2 separate regions of the Mus musculus genome follow, and region 2 is linked to region 1. Evidence: chromatin contacts called from public Hi-C data. All regions are on one chromosome and are shown on one strand. Each heading gives the region's core, a stretch centred on a gene start, on an enhancer-like site or on the middle of the called end of the contact. The rest is flanking DNA. Distances are from core to core; before and after follow the strand shown.

What was found. A called contact is a pair of places that touch in the nucleus more often than the background predicts.
Region 2: a contact with region 1 is called in a Hi-C map of the G1E-ER4 cell line, with 3 times the contacts expected there. The contact joins two enhancer-like sites. A contact is called at or near these places in 10 of 39 promoter capture datasets (the 3T3-L1 cell line, embryonic stem cells, fetal liver and 5 more), 1 of 15 datasets of contacts at CTCF or cohesin (pro-B cells), 20 of 484 Hi-C or Micro-C datasets (CD4 T cells, the G1E-ER4 cell line, the HPC-7 cell line and 9 more), 3 of 115 datasets of contacts at active chromatin or transcription factors (the 230-238 cell line, the HPC-7 cell line and embryonic stem cells) and 3 of 9 other capture datasets (adipose tissue, embryonic stem cells and liver).

The regions. Positions count from the first base shown.
Region 1 is chr2:157,126,056-157,132,351 of GRCm38.p6, reverse strand. It overlaps Samhd1 (SAM domain and HD domain, 1), which reads left to right. Exons shown (of 16, transcript NM_018851.4): 2 at 2,436-2,502; 3 at 5,508-5,580. Among named protein-coding and RNA genes, the nearest start is that of Samhd1, 5.9 kb to the left of the region's middle. Within about 2 kb of position 4,066, at least 66 of the 459 cell types and tissues checked have an H3K27ac peak or open chromatin away from gene starts, as enhancers often do. A contact at or near this core is called in the G1E-ER4 cell line, where this site is marked.
Region 2 is chr2:157,289,937-157,295,980 of GRCm38.p6, reverse strand. It overlaps Rpn2 (ribophorin II), which reads right to left. Exons shown (of 17, transcript NM_019642.4): 4 at 5,269-5,444; 5 at 1,753-1,828; 6 at 593-727. Among named protein-coding and RNA genes, the nearest start is that of Mroh8, 13 kb to the right of the region's middle. Within about 2 kb of position 4,195, at least 5 of the 459 cell types and tissues checked have an H3K27ac peak or open chromatin away from gene starts, as enhancers often do. A contact at or near this core is called in the G1E-ER4 cell line, where this site is marked.

The DNA of each region.
Region 1 (6,296 bases), core at 2,817-5,316:
TAACCATGCAAGCATGAGGAATGGTGTTCTGAATTCTACCACCCACACAAAAAGTTGGGTGTAGTGGTGCATACTGATAATCCCAGAGGTGAGGGGGCAGGAGAAAGAAAGTTCCTGAGGTGCTGGCCAAGCACTGTCTCTGAAATGTATACATAAACTCACATGGGTACACGTACACATGAATAAAAGGTGAATAAATCTTAGAAAAATACTGGGTAGAGGAGGAAGGAAGGAAGACACCTGACATTGACCCCCAGCTCCCAACAAGCAGATGCACAGATGTGCAAATGCACCCGTACACAAGCGCGCGCACCCCCCCCCCCCCAAATGGATTCCGATTGGTATATATTGTAGAATACAAAGTATCTACTAAGAAAGATACAGGCTTTCATCACTGAGAACTAAGTTTAGGCTATTGGGTGGGAAAAATTGGTTATATGACAATCTTTCTTATATAAATTTGCATCATTGTATAGAGATACAACTGTTACCTCACAGTGTTAAGCAGTAGGTATCAGTTTGCACTTATGTGAATTGGTATTTGCTACGTGCGTAATATTATTTGGACTTTTTACCTTGGGTAACTTTTTCATGATAGAAAAAAAATACAAAAGTACTGTTTTCACTCCAACTTTGATTTTTCAGAAGAACACTGCCTCGTTTTTTCTTGTTAATTTAAAAAAGAAGGTTTTTGTTTATGTGAAAATAGAGTCCAGAGTTGTAGAATCTGAATTCCAGAAGAGGTAGAATTAATTAACTGTTTGGAAAGATAAAAAAAAGTACATGTATGTATATATAATTCTTTCCAAACACAGGGGATTGTTTGCTTTCAAAGGAGTTTTAGAACTAAAACTCTGGGTACTTTTCTTCTGGTTTGAAGTGGATGGTTCTAAGAACAATTGATTTAAATGTCCTTCTCTAGCCCTGCTGCCAGCCCTGGCTTTAAAAACAGGAAGCTGCTGATTTGGCAGAACTCACAAATATAATTAGGTTTTACTTTCGGTTTCCCGTAGCTTTTGACACAAATAAGTCACCTAGATAAGATTTTAAAAGTATTGTATGGAAAGTATGGTATAGGCTGGGTTTGGCAGGTTACCTGCCTAGTATGTACAAAGACCTGGGTTTAATCCTTAGTAACTTTTTTTTTTTTTTTTTTTGATTTTCAAGACAGGGTGTAGCCCTGGCTGTCCCGGAACTCACTCTGTAGACCAGGCTGGCTTTGAACTGAGAAATCCACCTGTCTCTGCCTCCCAAGTGCTGGGATTAAAGATATGCGCAACCACTACCCGGCCTTAGTTAACTTTTTAAGTTTTGACCTCTGGAGGCCAACCTAGCTATGAGGCAAAATTCTCACGCACGCATGCACACACGCACACACATGTATGCCCAGGCATAATGGTACATCCCTTTATTCCTAGCACTTAGGAGACAGAGGCAAGTTGATTTCTGTTGAGTTTGAGGCCAGCCTGCTCTGCATGGATTTCAGGATAGCTAGAACAACATAGTGAGACCCTGTTTTATAAACCTAAACAAACAACTACATAAGGGAGGGAGGGAGGGAGGGAGGGAGGGAGGGAGGGAGGGAGGGAGGGAGGGAGGGAGGGAGGGAGGACTGGAGAGAGAGTTCTTTGTGTAGGAATGATTACTCCAATCTGGAGTTTAGATCACAGTACCCACATAACAAGATGAGTGTCACCTTTAAACACTAGTAGTCCCTTCTGAGGTGGGATGTTGACAGGAAGGGATCGCTGGCAATTACTGGCTTCCAACCTAGACAAATGCAAGCCCCAGGTTCAGCAAAGAGACCTTGTCTCAGAGTGTCAGGCAGATTGTGGTAAAGACACTCGATGCCTTCCATGTGTCCAGTCCTGGTGCACACATACAACACACATACAAATTAAATATATATTTAGTATATTTTAGATGATTTGTGATTTATACTTTATAAATATATACAATATCAAATATATGTGTCTGTATTTTTAAAATGGTGCATTTGTGTCCTAATACCTGAAAAACATTTGTTCTAAGACCCAAGCATGTAACTAAAATCTGATGCTTAAGTCCATTACATAAAATGACAGTTTGCATCTAACCTCTGTACACCCACATCTGTAAACTATACATCATCTCTGCATTACTTATAATACCACATGAAATGTAAATAGTTGTTGTACTGTATTTTTACATGTTATCTACAGTAATGTACAGAAGTGTTTACATGTTCAGTACAGATGTACTTTTTTTTTTCTGACTATTTTCCATTAATACCATAAATGAGGAACTGGTAGCTGTACAAGGCTGGCTATAGATCACATGGTTCACTACAGTAGGTTCTTAGTCCGTACAAGCTGAGCAAATTCTGATAGATTCAAACTGAAAGGCACAGGAAAATACATGCTATAAATATCTTGTTTACCTTTTCCTTTTCCAAGACAATAAAATCGCCGGCTCGTTTCTGCCCTTTTTGGATGAGGATCGTCTGGAAGATCTGGGAGTAAGGTAAGGATAAGGAGACGCATAGTGAGGCCAGACGCACTTCCTTCACTGTTCGGAAACAAAGCCCAAGAGCTTGGGGTTCACCCGTGCTCATTTCAGTACTGCGGCAGGCTTTAAAACAATCCCTTGCTTGCTGTTTCTGCTGTGCGGGGCTTGGGGTTAGTTTCTATTTCAAAGAGCTTTGCCAACAAGAGTTCATGAAGTTTGTAGTGACCAATTTTTTACTCTCAAATTCAGACTAATTGAATTATATGCACTAGAAATGTATAGGAATGAGCAGGGAAAACATTAGCAAGAAAAGTCAAAGTTACCGCCCTCTTTGTAGGTCTTAAGACTGTCTGAGGACTGGGGTGTGTCTTTGTGTATAAACTGTTAAAGAACATAATTGTCCCATGATAGCTTTGTACACACACATATGTATATATTTCTGTATGTGGCTGGAGGTTCTGGGGTCTGAGGTAGAGATGTCATTCTTTTAAAGATCTTAGCTGAGTGTTCAGTGTTTACGTGTGCTTTAAACGTGGTCTTTTCTCTCTTTCATAATTGACTGCAGTTAGTTCCGTGTTTGTGGTGACCGTGAACTAAGGGTAAAACCAAAGACTCATCCTGAGTTCTGTCAGATCCTGTGCTTTAGAACTTTGAGAGTGGAAGCAGCATCAGTAGAGGGTCTTCACTGCCTTAGAAACTTGCCTGGGTCACAGAGTTCAGGGCTTTTACTTGGCCTTTTTCTAACCCATCTTACCTGTCTCAGTCACCCATCAATAACCTTATTACCTGTGAACTGGTGGACTTTCTTCTTTTTTCCTCAAAGACCCAAACACCATTGATTTGTTTAGCGATGTTTATGGGAAGTACATTTGGTTCTAGGCACTCTTCTGGGAGTTAACAAGAGAGGCGAATCCAAAAGGAACACTACTTACTGTACAGTGGGTTTCTTGTACCCTGCCTTCTGCCTCTGAGATGGAGTCCATGGGGCTTTTTAGACTTGTGTTAGCCTGTACTGTAGCCACCTGTTGTTTGTTTAAGTTATCTAAAATTAGATTAAGTGAGGGCCAGAGATGTGGCTCGGAGGTTAGGAGCACTTCCTGTCCTAGAGGATCCCCAGGTCAGTTCCCAGCATCCACATCAGTCTCCTTGGCAGCCCGTGTGTGTAACTCTGTCTAGCTCTATGCCTAACACCCACCTCTGGCCTCCACAGAGGCCACTCATGGGCTCAGACCCACACGCAGACACATAATTGAAATCTTCTCATTGTGATGAATTTAAAATGTTTAGTTCTGGGGCTGGAGAGATGGCTCAGCCGTTAAGAGCACTGACTGCTCTTCGAAGGTCCTGACTTCAAATACCAGTAACCAGCAACCACATGTTGGCTTACAACCATCCATAAGGAGATCTGATGCCTTTTTCTGGGATGTCTGAAGATAGCAACAGTGTACTTACATATAATAAATAAATCTTTAAAAAAATGTTTAGTTTTTATGATACTATCTACATATCTACATATGCATAGGCATGCGTGCTGTCGACCTCACACAAGGCTGAGCAAGACCCACCTGCCTCTCTGCCTCCCAAGTACTGGGATGAAAGCCCTTTGCTGCCACCGCCTGGCTTATTTCTTCTTTCATCTTTCCCAGTCCCCCAACTGCTGTTTCCAGGCTCTATGCTCCCAAATAAATTTCCTGTATCTAAGCTCTTGCTCTGGACTCTGAGTTTTATGTGGCATCCTGTTTAGACAAACACTTTTTGTATTTCTTCAATTTTTGATTAAATGCCGATTTCTGAAGGTTTTTCCAGAAAGTAAACATTGTTATATTAAAAATGCATATGATGATGGCTCATCCTGTAATCCTGGTACTTGGGAGGACGGTGTGAGTTCCAGGTCAGCCTGAGCTACACACTAAGTTCTGGGCCAGCTTAGGCTATGGGGATCGCACACACGCACACGCGCACACACACACACTTTCTAAGGTGTATTAATTTTGTTCCTTTTTAATTTATCTGCTTAATAATGTCTCTGTACATTCTGAAAAAAATCCCTCCTAGATTTTGTTATTGCTGTGGATTTCAGTACAACAGAGGCCAATTGTGATACTTCAGTCTTCAGTCACCTAAGACTTTTAGCAAAAGTTTTTTTCAACCGGATTACATAGTAGCTCAGTCAGGGATACTAATGCCTTCCTCCTGCTGTTTGTGTTAACATTTCAGACAGGTGTGTTTATTATGCTTGACCAATGAGCAGTTACAAATGGAGCCGGATGTTATAAGATTCTGAGGGGTCCAAGTCCAATTTCCATGAGATTATGTCCCGAGCTGTAACATTGTAGATAGTGGAAGGTGAAGTACTAAGTTAACCCTTCCTAGATACTAGTTCATGCTTGGGTGATAACTCAGCAGAAGCCTGGGTGGACCTTCTTGGTTCAGAAGGAACTTCTTGCAAGCAGGTGCAACAAAGCACCAAACTAGATCACTCCAGAGGTAGGAAGACAGTTTACTGGGGGACAGATTGCTGGGCTGCGTCTGAGAGGAGAGAGCAGCAGGCAGCCTGGCAGGAAAGCGAGTGGGTTTCATATGAGCGTCTGAAGGGCGTGGTCCTTGAGCTGATGCAGACCTCTTCTGCTTTAGTGGGAACTAGACACACTTTGCCCCCATCAGCTGACCATCAGAGACAGAGATGGAAAGTAGTGACTCTCATGACAAACAGAAACCCACACTGAGAATTCTGAGGAATGTGGAGTTGAGCTTTCTTTTTAAGAATCTGGCCTGGGCCATCATTCTAGGACTTTGTCAGCAGCATTGACATTTCGGGGCCTTCTTCGTGACCTAGCACTCCTTATGGGAACAAAGAAAGTTTCTAGGAGTGCGTTTGAGTTCCTGACTGATTGTTCCTTCTAAGCTGCTCTTTCTTTTTATTGGTGCAGCTGCTTTAGAACTGCCCATGTGCTCCCAGGACACCTGGGATACTTATTTATCAAGGATTGATATATCTATTTACATTGTTTCAATTTTAGTTCCTTGGAGGAGAGGAAGAAGATGATAGAATGTATCCAGCAGCTGAGTCAGTCTCGGATTGATCTAATGAAGGTGAGGAGTGAGTGTATGAACGCATTTACTGTACATAATGTAATGAGGGTGCGAGGAATCTATATGAACAGCATTTGCGTGGTATAAACGGGAGATGATACTGTATTGTAACTGAAAACTTTGATTTGATTGCAGTCTCTAACACTCTGAAACTTCCAGACCCCAGTTAATTGCTTTCTTTTATCGGTTGCCTTTGTCATAGCAATAGAACAGTAATTAGGACAAACTCCAGCAGTCAGGTGTACTGTTATATACCTTTAGTCCCAGCATTTGGAAGGCAGAACTGGGTAGATCTTTGAATTTGAGGCCAGCCTGGTCTACAGAGAGAGTTCTAGGACAAGGCTACACAGAGAAACCTGTGTCTTAGGGTGTCATTGCTGTGAAGAGACACCATGACCATGGTAACTCTTATAAAGGAAGCATTTACTTGGAGCTGGCCTACAGTTTCCAAGGTTTAGTCCATTATTGTCATGGGGGATGGTATGCAGGCAAACAGGGTGCTGGAGAGGGAGTTGAGAGTTCTACACCTTGACCCTTGACAGCAGAAGGAGACTGTGTGTCATACTGCCTATAGCTTGAGCATATGTGAGACCTCAAAATCCACCCTCATAGTAACACGCTTCCTCCACCAAAGTTACACCTACTTCATTAAGGCCACACCTATTAGTGCCAGTCCCTATGGGCCAAGCATTTCAACACATGAGTCTATGGAGACC
Region 2 (6,044 bases), core at 2,946-5,445, 160 kb before region 1:
AATATATATCACATATACCCTAACTAAAATCATTCAGGTTATCAAGCTCTTAAAAATAAGCAAACAAACAAACAAAAAAACCCCCACACAATTTTTAGCAGTATCTGGAAGACACACAAGCTTCTCATGGAAATATCATGAAAAACTCCATCTACCAGATAAGATTATCTGAATTAGCTGCTAATGAGGATGAAGGGAAAAAGGAAGAAGAGGCAATTCTGAGTCCAGGGCACTTCATGCCGAAAGGAAATGGAAAAGTATACAAGAGACAGCAGGAAGGGCTGGGCTGGGCTGTCAGGAGGAGAGAGGAGAGCAAACCTGGGTGATGCACTTGACTGTCCCTACTAATGATATGCAAATGGCTCATATACACAGGCGTGACAGTTTATTTACATGCTGTCACCCTGACTAGCAGCTTCTTAGGATAGGCATCAATCAATCCCCTTCCACTTCTCAGTCTTTAAACCTAACTAAATCCTGCATACCCACACCCTGAGGTGTGACCGCAACCCCTCTCTGCAAAGAGCTGCTCCTGGCAAATAAACTCAGCAGCGCCTATGAGCTCCATGCTCGACCATCTTCAGACACACACCTCCTTCATGGACGGTTCGGTCCCCACGTGGTCCATGAGCTTGTAGGTGGCAGCAACAAACAGCGCCGTGAGCTCCAGTCCTTCCTCAAACTGCAGATACACACCCCCTAGTTCATCCAGCCGAGCAACAAGGTCCTGTCACACACACACACAAAAAAACAAAAACAAAAACAAAACCAGAGGCATGTTGGGACACAGAGGTCACAGAAATGAGATACAAAAAGAACCGTGACCCCAGACAGCTGGCCTTTCTTAACGGTCTCAATGAGCCTAAAGACCACCAAGGCCACTTAGTATTTTCTACAACCATAAATAAATGAAAAGCATTCGGGCAGACTGGCAGTCTCTGGCCGTTTTGGCAGCATGCCTCCCCCAGCCCCCCGGCACTCCTGACAAACCCTAAGGGCCAGGGCACTGAAGCAGCCACTGGTTTGAGCAGAACAGTGATCCCAGCTGCAAACCTGCCAGAAAGCCTGGCATGCACACGGAGCCATAGCCATGCACCTACATAGTGCTGCTCCCCAGTCCATGGCTCTCCCAGAGGAACAGAGTGAAGCAGCTACCGTGCCTGAGAAGCACACAGCAATGACACTGGTAGAACTGCCTGCCACCACTGGCTATCCAGCTCTTGAGGGTGGCCATATCCTGGGTACAGGACTGAGCAATAGTCAGAAGTGAGAGCCAGGTATGGTAGCACACACCTAAAATCCTAGCACTCAGAAAGTGAGGCAGGAAGATGCCAGCTTTAAGACCAGTAAGTGTTACATAATGAGACTGTCTCAACCCCAAAATACCCACCAACAGTGGGCACTTAGCAGGCAGCTAGTTAATATATGCAGGCTCTTTTAACCTTGCAGGTTCCCACAGCCAGCAAAGGGAAACTGAGGCTCAGAGCATCAAATACCTTACCTCCAATTACAAAGCAGTAACTGGCAGAGAAAAGCATTTGAGTTTTAGATTTACTGGTTCCATAACCTGTGGCCAATATTAGTCTAACAAATATTCTCTAGGATATATTGCTTAAATACAAAGAACAAAAGCATACTGGACTCAATAGCCATGAATGTAAAAGATACACAGCTGGCTGTAAGAAACCGGCCACATCTACTTGCAAGAAAAGCCAGGAGCTCCGAGACTCGTTTGGAGAAACAGATTCATACCTCAATCTCCTCTACAATGTTCCTCAGGTCAGCCTGCTGGGAGAGGTGGGACGCTGTCTGCAGAGCCTGGACCGTTCTGGAAGGAAAAGAGTAGAACACTAGGTCTAAGATTTAATGCATAGGAAGGCATTCTCCTCTGTTTTGTAAACGACTTATGCTAGCCTGAAACGGCTTGTCAGTCGTCTGTCTATCTTATTCAAGGCTAAAGAAACACGTTTGTAAACTGTTGGGCAGACGCTGGAGCAACTTTCCTAAGACTAAGGCACACAAGGGGGAGACCTGGTGCTTAAGTTCCCTCCTGCGCTCCCAGCATCCTGACGCAAGGGCTGTAGGTGCAGGATAGAAGGGCACAGATTTAGTCTTCACCTAGTCTCATGTTCTTCTAACATGTATTTAGTGTTCTCTGTATGAGAATACATGTATAATACATACTTAATTCTTATGAGCAATGACTCTATACTACCTACATGTATCAGTCTTTACTCAATTTTTAAAACTTCATTGTTGTATTTTCGGAGGTGGCCTCAAACTTGCTGACGATGACCTTGAATTCCTGGTCCCCCTGCCTCACTTCCTGAGTCCTGGGATCACAGATGGATACCATTACCTGGTTTATGTAGTACTGGGAATTAAAATCCAGGACCTTAAGCATGCTGTGGAAGCATTCTACCCACTGCAGTCCTCCAACAGTATCCTATCAACCGAGCTGTATATCGAGCTCCTTACTCTCCAAAATTCAAAAGAAAGTGAATTCAGAGCTACTTACTAAAGTCATAACGTCCAACCACCATCCCTGTTCATGTAAGAACATTTCCCTGAGTTCCTGAGCAGGACTCTATTTGGAACTAAGGAACTTAAGCAGTTCCTCTCCATGGTGTCTACCTCAGCCATCTCCCAGCAACACAATTCTACACACTTGTTTGTTCTGGATAGTCTTGTAAATAAAGTCGCATAGTAGTCATCTTGTTGGGATAGTGCTGAGCATCAGTTTCTGGCTCTGGGGCATCCCAAGCAAGCATCCTACCACTGGGACAGAGCCCCTACTATGTGACCTTTTATCTTTGGCTTTTGAGGCTCATCCATACTGTGGCACATATCAGCCCTTCATTGTTGTAGTTTTTTGATTTCCGAGACAGGGTTTCTCTGTGTAGCCCTGGCTGTCCTGGAACTCACTCTGTAGACCAGGCTAGCCTTTAACTCAGAAATCCGCCTGCCTCTGCCTCCCACGTCCTGGGATTAAAGGCGTACACCACCATTGCCCGGTTCATTCTTCATTTTTTACTCACATATTTTTACTAAGAGGACATTCTAGGGGCTAGAGAGACGGTTCAACAGAGCACCGACTGTTCTTCTAGAGGTTCTGAGTTCACTTCCCAGTGGCTCCTAACCATCTGTAATGGGATCTGATGCCCTCTTCTAATGTACATCAACAGTGCCTGTGCACTCACACATAAAATCAAATGAAGAAGAAGAAGAGGAGGAGGAAGAGGAGGAGGAGGAGGAACATTTTTTAAAAAGTATTATTCTATAAGAAAAACATTTTGTTGGGTATGTTGGTACACTAATCTTTAATCACAGCCCTCAGGAGGCAGAGGCAGGTAGATGTCTGTGATTCAAGGCCATCCTGGGCTACATATCGAGGTCCAGGACAGCTAGGACTATATACTGTCTCCAAAAAAAAAGGAAAAAAAAGTTGTCCCCTGATTTCTACATGTGTGTCACAGGGCGCATTCCTCTCCCTCCACACACACACACACACACACACACACCCCTAAATAACAATAACAAGAAAACATTTTAAGGTGGAATGTGGCTATACTCATGTACTCATGTCATTTTTTAATTAGTTATTATTTTTTTCTGCATGCAGACTGTCTGGACGGAGAACATAACCAGTTCCCTAGGTAAAATGTGGGCAGCTGAGGCCCCCTGGTGGTCAAACGGTCTGCAACTTCAGCACTGATGCCTGAGCCCCTGTGTTTTTAAGTGTCAGGGAATGTAGAGCAAGAATCTGTCTTCTTGTGTTGAGAGCATAACAATTTAGATTCCCACCATGGAAAGCTAATTCTATTAAGATGACAAGTCAGAAAACAGAAGAGTCACAATGTAAGGAGAGAAGCCCCCTGAGAGTTCAGCCGCTCCTACAAGGCCTTTTGGGTTAGTTTCTATGGTACTGGGCCTTTTGGGTTGGTTTTTATGGTACTGGGTCTTGCAAACTAAGTGTTTTACCTTTGTTCACCACTTCCAGTCCCTAATCCCAACGTTCTGAAAGGAGGAGTTGGTACCATCAACCTGCTATGAACAAAAGCAACTGGGGGGGGAGGGGGTGGTTATCTGGCTTATACTTCCTTATCATAATTCATCATCAAAGGAGATCAGGCCAGGAACTCAAAACAGGCCAAGAACCGGAAGGAACAAAGTGAGTTCTAGGAGAGCAAGGGCTACACAGAGAAACCCCGTCTTGCAAAACCAACAGTAACAAACAAACACATGGACTGCTCCTGAGGAACAATACCTCGATTCACCTCTGCTCTCCATATCCATGCCCTCAAGAGCATCTGACACACAGGCATACACACTCTCATGTGTGGGGTAAATCATTTTATCACCTATGCCTTTTGCAGAGGACCAGAGTCAGATTTGCAGAATATATTATCCCCTGAGAACCCACCATGTGCCCACAATAGATGCAGCTTCTCACAGCACCCAAGAAGCCAGTAAGAGCCTGTTCTCCACAGAACCCTAGTGCCAACACTGCAGCAAACCTGGCCTAACCTCTCCACAAACTGCATGCAGCTCACAGCCCTCACTGTCCTTGCTCCAGCCTCCTGTCTATGTGGGATGGTGGGCTTACACTGCCTCAGTCCTTGGCCTCTGCCTGAACACCTTATGAACAGATATGTCTATGTGAATTCCACAAGGTCAAGGACTGGACCTTGCTGCCTTAATTCAAGTGCCAGTCCCTGGGACTGGGGAGACGACTCAGTTGGTCCGTGTCTGCCATGCAGGCGTGGTGAGTTCAGACTCCTAGCACCCATGGAAAAGATGGAGAAGGCAGTGTGTCTGTAACCCCAGCACTAGCAGAAAGACCCCTGGAGCTCATTAGCTAGCTTGTCTCAAAAAACAAGGTAGAATGCACATGCCTGTAATTCCAGCACTTGGGAGGCAGAGACAGGTAGATCTCTGTGAGTTCAAGGTCAGCCGGGACTGCACAGGGAGTTCTAGGATAGCCAGGTATAAATAGTGAAACCCTACCTAAAATTAGAAAAACAAAACAAAACCCAAGGTGGAAAGTGACTGAGGAAGATACCTGCTGTTAACCTCTGGCCTCCACTTGCAAATACAGCCCCAGCCCCTTGACCCCCTACCCCACAATCACAACAGTGTCTGCACATCTAGCAGAGCACCTGGCTCACAGCAGATGTCTAGAAATGTGCACTGCAGAAATGAAAAAGCATTCTCAGGTCAGTAACCAACACAAACAAACCTCAAAAAGTCTTCAAAGCGACAACTTACGCTAGCACAGTCTCTTCCTTGCCGAGGCGAGCGGTAAGGGCACCGAGGGCTTCATTGGATGCCAAGGGAAGCCCAAACCCGCTGAGTGCTGCAACTGCATGGTAGATCTGGGCAATGGGGGAGTCTTCACTCACTGCTGCCAGCAGGAGCTCTTTGGTCTCATTTGAAACAGATATCTAGGAAAGGAATGGCGGACACAGAGTTAGAAGAGGTTCCAGCAGTTTGTGAAAGGCATACCGACCGTGGTAAGAACACAGCTGCCAAGGCTACGTCCACGCAGCACCCAGAGTCAAGTGTTCATAATGTCAACACCACCTCTGCTCTGAGTGGGTTTTGTCAACTTGACACAAGCTATAGAGTTACCTGAGAAGACAGAACCCCAACTGAGGAAATGCCTCACTACGACTGGCCTATATCTATAGTCAAGTCCATAGACCATTTTCTTGATTAGAAATTGATGTGGGAGGGCCCAGCCCTTGTGGGTGGTGCCTCCTCTGGGCAGCCGGTCCTGGGGCATATGAGTGAGCAGGCTGAGCAGGCCACGAGGAACAAGCAGGTGAACAGCTATCCTCTACTGCCTCTTCCCCAGTTCCGGCCTAGAGTTCCCGCACTGACTACTCTCGATGATGAACTGTGACGTGGAAGTGTAAGCCAAATAACCGTCCCCAACCCCCTCCCACTCCAAGGTGCTTTGGGTCATGCCGTTTCATCACAGCAACAGAAATCTCCCAAAGGATAACAACACGCTGCTTGTCCACTTAAAGTAATCTACATCG